Regions from separate parts of the Mus musculus genome. Here region 1 is linked to region 2. A link is a contact called in public Hi-C data. All regions are on one chromosome and are shown on one strand. Each heading gives the region's core, a stretch centred on a gene start, on an enhancer-like site or on the middle of the called end of the contact. The rest is flanking DNA. Distances are from core to core; before and after follow the strand shown. Region 1 has its middle 17 kb from the start of Olfr541. Region 2 has its middle 7.1 kb from the start of Olfr61.

Region 1 (3,597 bases), core at 758-3,257, 91 kb before region 2:
TCAGTCTTCTTTCTTCCTGCACCACCTCTCTTCTCTAACTCTACTTTCTGACCATACTCTCCTGCCACCTGGACTCTACTCTCTTCTCCCTCAGCCTCTGCTGGCTTTTCATGTCCTTTACTGTTCTCAGAAGTCCAAGAGGCATGACTCTAAAGGTTATAGGGCCAAACAGTTCTAACAGTGAAGCATTCCCAAAGAGCCAGTTGACTAGCCACTGGGGATCCTTTAAAGGGCCAGGAACATAAAAACAAATCACACTACATTACAGGAATTAAAGTATGTTCAGAGAGATATGTCACTATGCAGATATGTAGATTGGAGATAGGATTAGTTATATATGCTAAGAAATTAGAGTAGAATTAGGTACTACCTGAAAAATTTCAGATAGAATGAGGAGTAACCAAGGAGCCTAAGTTCAGGAGGCAAAAACAGGTCATTTTTGTTTGATGAGGAAAGGTTGGGGGCATGGTATATAGAAGATTTTGAAGAACAGAACATGACAATGTATTGAGGGAGGGAGAAGATGCCAAGAATAGGTTATTAATTACCCCCACTTGTGATGGCTAATATTGATGATTCACTTAACAGGAACCAGAATCACCAGAGACAAGATTCTTGGTAGTCAGTGAAAGATTATCTAGATTACAGTAGTTAAGGTGGGAAGACCTGCCCTAACTATGGGGCATCACTATTCCATGGTCTAGAGACCCAGACTGTATAAGAGAAGAAAGTGAACTGAGTATGAACACTCATTGCTCTCTAATGTGGATGCCATGTGTCTATGTGGCACTTCTGCCATCACGTGTTTTCTGCCATGGTGAGCCAAACCCCAAACCTTTGTTATGTTGCTCCTGTTAGTTTATCAAAGCAACGAGAAAAGTTAGCTCATCCACTAACAGCGTGAGTAATTGGGAAAGAGTGATATTGACCATTGGGACAATAAAAAGGAGTAGTGGTAACTAAGCAAAGGCTGAGAGAAGCCAAGCTCTGTGGCGGTGTTGCCCTGGAATATTAACCTAGATGGGAGAAGAGCACGTCAGGAGCCTGAGGTGGTGGTTCTGAAAATGAGACATTTATTGATGACCCACAGACCCCTGAGGCCCAACCAAAATAACACAGCAGGGCCGACAATACAGTGCCATCACCTATGACTGAAGGCTCTTTTCTTTATTATGACAGCTGCCTCTGTACTCCATGGAGCTACTCTCAGTAAGGCAAGTGTGAGAGGAGCATAAGCCTGAAGGGCAGCTTGTGCATTTCCATCTGCAGCTTAAAAAGTTGCACACGTCTCCCATGGCTTGTAGGGTCTTATTTCCCAGTGTATAGATGGGCAGGTTCAAGGTAGGGCTCAGGACTGTGTACAGCACTGAAGACACTGCTACTTTCCAGGATGTCGTTTAAAGGGGTGCTGACACAAGCACAGAGCATGGATAAGCACTGCACAGGCTACTGGGTAGTGTGAGGTTGAGTTGCAGCCACAGGACTGTAGGGTCAGCAAGAAGTTGATACCTCCATAGAAGTCTTTGGCCATGAGAATCATGACGCTGTTTGCAGCCACATTATCAGACCAGTGTGCACAGATGCATTTAGTGCTCATATGGACCACATACCCATGGCTTAGTTCCCACAGCTGTGGGCTTATCCTAAAATTACAGTGCAGGGACAGCAGATGGCCACATCGTAGTCATAGCATTGACCATGAGCAGCAGCAGCTCAGAGGATGCAGACTGGACAAGGAAGAAGAGCTGGGCCATGCACTCCTTGAAGGAGATGGTGTTTTCCTCAGACACTAGGCTAACTAGGGCCTTGGGAAGCACCGATGAGGTACAGACAATATCCATGGTGGCCAGGTTGCACAGGAAAAAAGTACATGGTTCTGTGGAGCCCAGTGCTGGACTCCAGAATGATGTTTGCTGCATTGTCTGGGAATGCTATGGCGTAGAAAGACAGGATACAGCCAAGCAGGAGCATTCACCAACTCAGCTGTTCTGAGAACCGTTGCAACATGAGCCCAGTCACTATTGTCTGGTTGGCACTCGACATTAGCACTGAACAGCTCTGGATCTATTCCTGTGTCTACAAGCCTCGGAGACAAGGTCATAGTCCAAAACTTCAATGTCCGTTTTTCATACTTTACCACCTTAAAACTTAGTCTGTTGACATAAGGGGGTGGAGTGAGCGTGTTTCTCTCTTGGCAGCTTGTCTATCCATCACCCACCCCTTCTATTTATTTTCTAAACCCAATTTCCTTCATTTATTTATTTTTTTCAGTTTCTACCTTTGAAACTTTCATTGTTTAGATTTAGGTTCTCGCCATCGTGTAGTAGAGCATTATTTATTCAGAGCCTGTCTACTCTGTGATCTGCTCCTCCCAAGTTGTACTCTGGTGATGTTGTGAAGATGAATTTGTACCCTTCACCCTCAGAGCAAACATTCTCATAACCACCGGCACCTCTTGGAAAGACATGCTGAGATGTCTCTTGTAGACTCTGTATAACCTTGTCTCCTGGGATCTCACTCACTATCCTTTCTCCGATGTGTGCCCCCCACCCCCAAATGACTGTCACATATTGGATCAGGGTCTAAGGCAGCGGAGAGTATGGTGGGTATAGATAACAAGGAGACTGTCAGAGAACAGCTCCTTTATTGAAATAGAGAGGCTATATGATAGAGCTAGACTCAGGAGAGAGAGGAGAAAGGAAAAGGGAGGAAGTATTTCAGCAGGGGCAGGGACCTTCCAAGCATAACAGCTATATTAGCAGACTGCTGGTTACATGATTTCTGAGAAGCCAGTTCTCTGGCAGGGGAAACAAAGATTGAACTGGCTTTATCATTACTTGGTCTTTGTCTTTATGGAGTTGAGCAGGCACAAGCCTGATTTGGGTAGAGATCAGCCCTACTCCCACCATGTTTTCTGAGAGCTCTCCAGGGTATGGGCAGTGCTCATCTGGTTTGGGAACCCACACTCTGGTACTTCTGTGTGCTCTCTGGTTGCTCACATCTCTCTTCATAAACTCTGATACTTCTGTATGGTCTATTCTTGCCCACATCTCTCTTCATAAACTCGGGTCTTTTATAAGCCTTACTTTCTGTGATCCATCAGTCTTCCTGGTTGATTCTATCATTACCATGATGTATCTCAAATATGTTATCTCAGGGAGCCCTCCTCTCTGTCACAGGCCCGTGAACCCCAAAGTACTCTATGGCTTTTCTGCCTTTGTGCCTGGTAACCATTCTTGACTCAACAAGCCTATGGCTCATGGCATCACCACTTCCCAGAGCCTTTTCTGTGGGTTTTATATGCACTGTTAGCAGGCAGCTCATTCCTGTCATCAGTGTGTGAGGGGGGGGATGGTGATTGTTCTTCAGAGCATGGCTCAACTTTTCTGATAATCTTATTGTTTACCTTTACCAATAATAATAGTCTTTCCAGGAAATACCTGTGCGATGACCTGAGATCATCCACTGGCCTTTTCTCCATGAACACACACACACACACACACACACACACACACACACACACACACACACACACACCATTCTACCCCTACCAATCCTTCGTGTGACAATCCTTTGTGGTGCTATTTATCTGAAAAT
Region 2 (3,817 bases), core at 498-2,997:
TGAACCCTAAGAGCCATAACAACCTGCTTGCAAAGATATGGCCACAGATACAATAGTGACACACAAATGTAATAAGGTAACCAAACACTTCCTGACTGCATTTAAACTCCACTTCACTAAAGGGAACCCATATCTGGTACTGCTAACAAGGTCAAGAACTTATGGCTAGATAGATCTAGAAAAGGTCTAAGAAAAATCTACTACTGTTTTCCTACTAAGTGGACAAAGTCTTCTACTGATTTACTGCTATATGCATAGATTAGTCCATCATACAATACTCAGCAGAGAAACTTCTTCTTGCAGTAGATAAGAATTAGCAGAAAGGTCAATAAGTACAGAATACAAACTTTGGTGTGCTCAGACCTAAACAGAAGGTTTAGATCACTCCCTTTCCTCAAGTCTTAAAAATATTCATGGATGAGGGGAAGAAAAGAGTTTTGTAAGATTTAGAGGTGGTAGATGACTTCATTTAGGCAGAAAAACAAGTTCTAGGGCTCTGCATAGTGGAGTGACTACACTCCACAATCATCTCATGTATTCACAAACAGTGAGAAGAGATAAGCTCAAAGCTTGACAAGACAGATGACAAAGTCACAGAAGCAAACTTACTTAGAACAAATAAACTTTACTTAGAATATGTATAAACCATGTTGAAATATCAACCTATGACACATCAACATATGCAGCGACTTGTTATTACAAATACCAGTATTGATTGACACCATTCATGACAGCTATTGTTACTCATGATATTAATTCAGAAAAATATATCACAGAAAAGCCAGTTATAACCAGACAATGATACGTATGGAGTCCAAAGTTTAAGATATTAAAAATAACTGTTAACAATAAAGTTATATGTGTTCATGGGGAGGGAAATGCACTTAAAAGCTGATCTATAGAAGAAGATGCATATGTGTTACTTCCTAATTATTGTGCCCTGACAAAATGTATAGGACTTCTCGGATTATGAAGATGCCCTATATCTTCATGGAACTGGGCTACATGAAAGAAAGCATTCCATAAAACACAAAATGGTTTTAAAAAGCAAGCATATAAAAAGATTGCTTTCACTTTTTAAGTGTCCTTTAATCAAATCCTTGACATCTATCTTGAAAATATTTTAAGTGTGTTAGGGCAAATGCAATGTATATTTAGAGTAATGGGAGCACATGCCTTTAGGTGGAGAAAGGAGACACCAATGACAAGGGGAGAGAGTGTGAAGTAGGATTGTTATAGGAGAGGTTAGAGGTTAGAGGTTAGAGGGACATGTCTTTTGAACAGTGGAGTGCAATGCCTTTGCCACATGCATAATCCAATGGCAATATGTACACTTGTGCACTCACTTTACAATAGTGAGAGATGGAATATGAGTGTGCATAGCAGGAGACAGGTCTGAACTGAACACAAAAAGACTTCAATGATTCCACCAATACATTTACAAAATGTTTTGATCAAATCTGAATTAAATACATTAAAAAATACCATATTCTACTTGCTCTCACTGAGAGCACTTAGTAGCAAGAACATAGTAATTACAACAAATGTCTGAATCCATTAAGCATGATCAGTAAAGGCATTAAGAGTTTGCTTCAGGGTCTTGACACTGACAGTGAAGTGACAACCTGTAAGAGCCTGTAACAACATGATGAATAAGGAGCCCCTGTCCTAGCAGACAGAGACACCATCAAGGCTCTTGTATGTGAGCTCTGAAGTACCCAGAACTGGAACAAATTGTGAAATTAGACAGGTTTCTAGTTCTGGGATTTCTAAGTCCAAATTGTGACAGGCTAGTGAACTAGAGCAGGGGGTAGGGGCGGAGCTATGTTCTTGCAAAAAAACAACAGAGAGATTAAAAGGTTATGACCCTAAATCTGTGTTGGGCAGAGGCTAGATTAGACACAGGACTTTCTGATAGTCTCAGCATCCTACATATTATCTGTTGGCTTCACAGAAGCAATATCAACTTCATCTTGTGCATTTTGCCAAGTGGTATTCTTCGCTGCTTCTCATCATGATCAATCCAGACATTCCCTGCACAGTATAATAGAGGAGTCTCAGTATTTGTACTGAGTCCTACTCAACATTTGTCGTTTATCGCAGAACATAAATCACAGGGAGAAGATGTTGGTTGGAGATCACTTTAGTAGACCAGGACTCCATTTTACTTGGACTGGACTACTGGGACTTGCTATGTACTGGTGTATCCAGTAGCCAAATAAACAAATTTGGTTTTGGAATATTTCATAAATGGCACTTTTGGAAAACTGTAGATCAATAGTCACTTCATACACATCGTATTTGGCAAGCGATATTTTGATGCCTGCCATTCCTATTGGGCTAGCAGACAATGTTATAATATTTAGATATGATACTGTCATACAGAAGCAAAAAGTAATTAATACATTTCCCAACTTCACCAATGCACACTGCGAAGTAGAGAAGTAGCTATCTCTCCTTGAGCCCTCTTTCCTGGAATCTATCATGCTCTTTGGAATTTAGCTTTGATTGCTTATGTGCCCATTTGTGCCTAAGAGGATAGGGGAGAATCTAGTGTCCAGGTGGGGAGTCTGTGGGAACAAATTCACAACAGCCTCTCATGGTTACCTGTAAGCCAGATCTCAGCAAGGCTGACCTGAAAAGCGTCAGAAGCTGAGCCTGAGCCAGGAGCAGAGCAGCTGAGGCTCCTCACCAGGGTCAGGAACTAGAATGTCTGCAGATACTGTGGTCAAGATAGCAAAAGTGGAGGAGGAAGCATCTGCACCTCCAGCCCTATTAACACCCCCCCCATTATTTGGTCATTTTTCTTGATACTTAATGTTAGACAGCTGTAATTGTTTCTTTAAGTGACTCCCAGTCATGCCAACCCCGATTTGGAGCAGATAGGGCAATTCTAACTCCAGGAGGCTGGACTGATGTTTTCAACTCAAGGTAAAGAGCATTTTCTATCCTCAGAACAACAGGTAAGAAAATCTCTTTTATGGCATTTTCCACCAATCTCTATGGACACCAATGACCAAAAGGGGTACATTAAAAGTACTATCTAGACATCAATATGAAAATTTGTTATTTTCATCTTAACTTGTGGGAATACTGTGGGAGAATGAATATGTCTAGTTATGACCATAAGGCAAATATAACAGAAATTAACAAACTCTTTGATCATGATTAGAAACTAGACATTCTGCTGTTTATACAATGGAGCAGGAAACAAAATCTTTCTATCATATTCTGTTTTTGGATCTCTGACCCAGCACTCTTCATCAAACCCGGGATCCATTGAGTACCTAACCCTTCTGTGTTTCTGTCTCTCTGTACAGATTTCCAAAAATGGGGACAAATGCCATTTTTAGAGAGTTATCTTTTACTTGGAGTACCATTATTAACCTGTGAAAGTCTTCACTCACCTGTCTCTGTCCCAGTGAATTGAAGTGACAGATGGCTCCCACACAGTGACCACTGTGCTGAGCACTGACTTTCTCTCCTGCAAGCACCAAGTCTTTTGTCCTTCTGAAGCTGTCTTCCTTTGTGTTGAGTATCAATTGACCTTCACAAATTCCAGTGATTTTCTGAGACCAGGGGCAGATGTTTGTCCTGGTACCTCTTGGGATAGAAATCCAACGAGAAATCTCGTAGGATCAATTAAAAAACACCTCTTGGCTTCATAAACCCCAAATCCCTGAAGACTGGTGTGGATGAGTGTGGTCAGAGGAATCTCATAGGTAGGAGCACTTCCTCCTCCACACTCCACACACATCTCCCAGAATCTCCTGGTATTCTCATGTTCTGTGCCAAAGGTCTCACCGTAGTATTAATT

Evidence for each region. Hi-C and Micro-C count contacts between places; a contact is called where the count stands out from the background.
Region 1: a contact with region 2 is called in a Hi-C map of liver, with 4 times the contacts expected there. The contact joins two enhancer-like sites. A contact is called at or near these places in 1 of 39 promoter capture datasets (liver), 2 of 484 Hi-C or Micro-C datasets (both in liver), 1 of 115 datasets of contacts at active chromatin or transcription factors (liver) and 2 of 9 other capture datasets (adipose tissue and pancreatic islet).

What each region holds. Positions count from the first base shown.
Region 1 is chr7:140,719,786-140,723,382 of GRCm38.p6, reverse strand. It overlaps the pseudogene Olfr542-ps1. Among named protein-coding and RNA genes, the nearest start is that of Olfr541, 17 kb to the right of the region's middle. Within about 2 kb of position 2,007, at least 5 of the 459 cell types and tissues checked have an H3K27ac peak or open chromatin away from gene starts, as enhancers often do. A contact at or near this core is called in adipose tissue and liver, where this site is marked.
Region 2 is chr7:140,628,716-140,632,532 of GRCm38.p6, reverse strand. No RefSeq gene overlaps it. Among named protein-coding and RNA genes, the nearest start is that of Olfr61, 7.1 kb to the left of the region's middle. Within about 2 kb of position 1,747, at least 4 of the 459 cell types and tissues checked have an H3K27ac peak or open chromatin away from gene starts, as enhancers often do. A contact at or near this core is called in adipose tissue and liver, where this site is marked.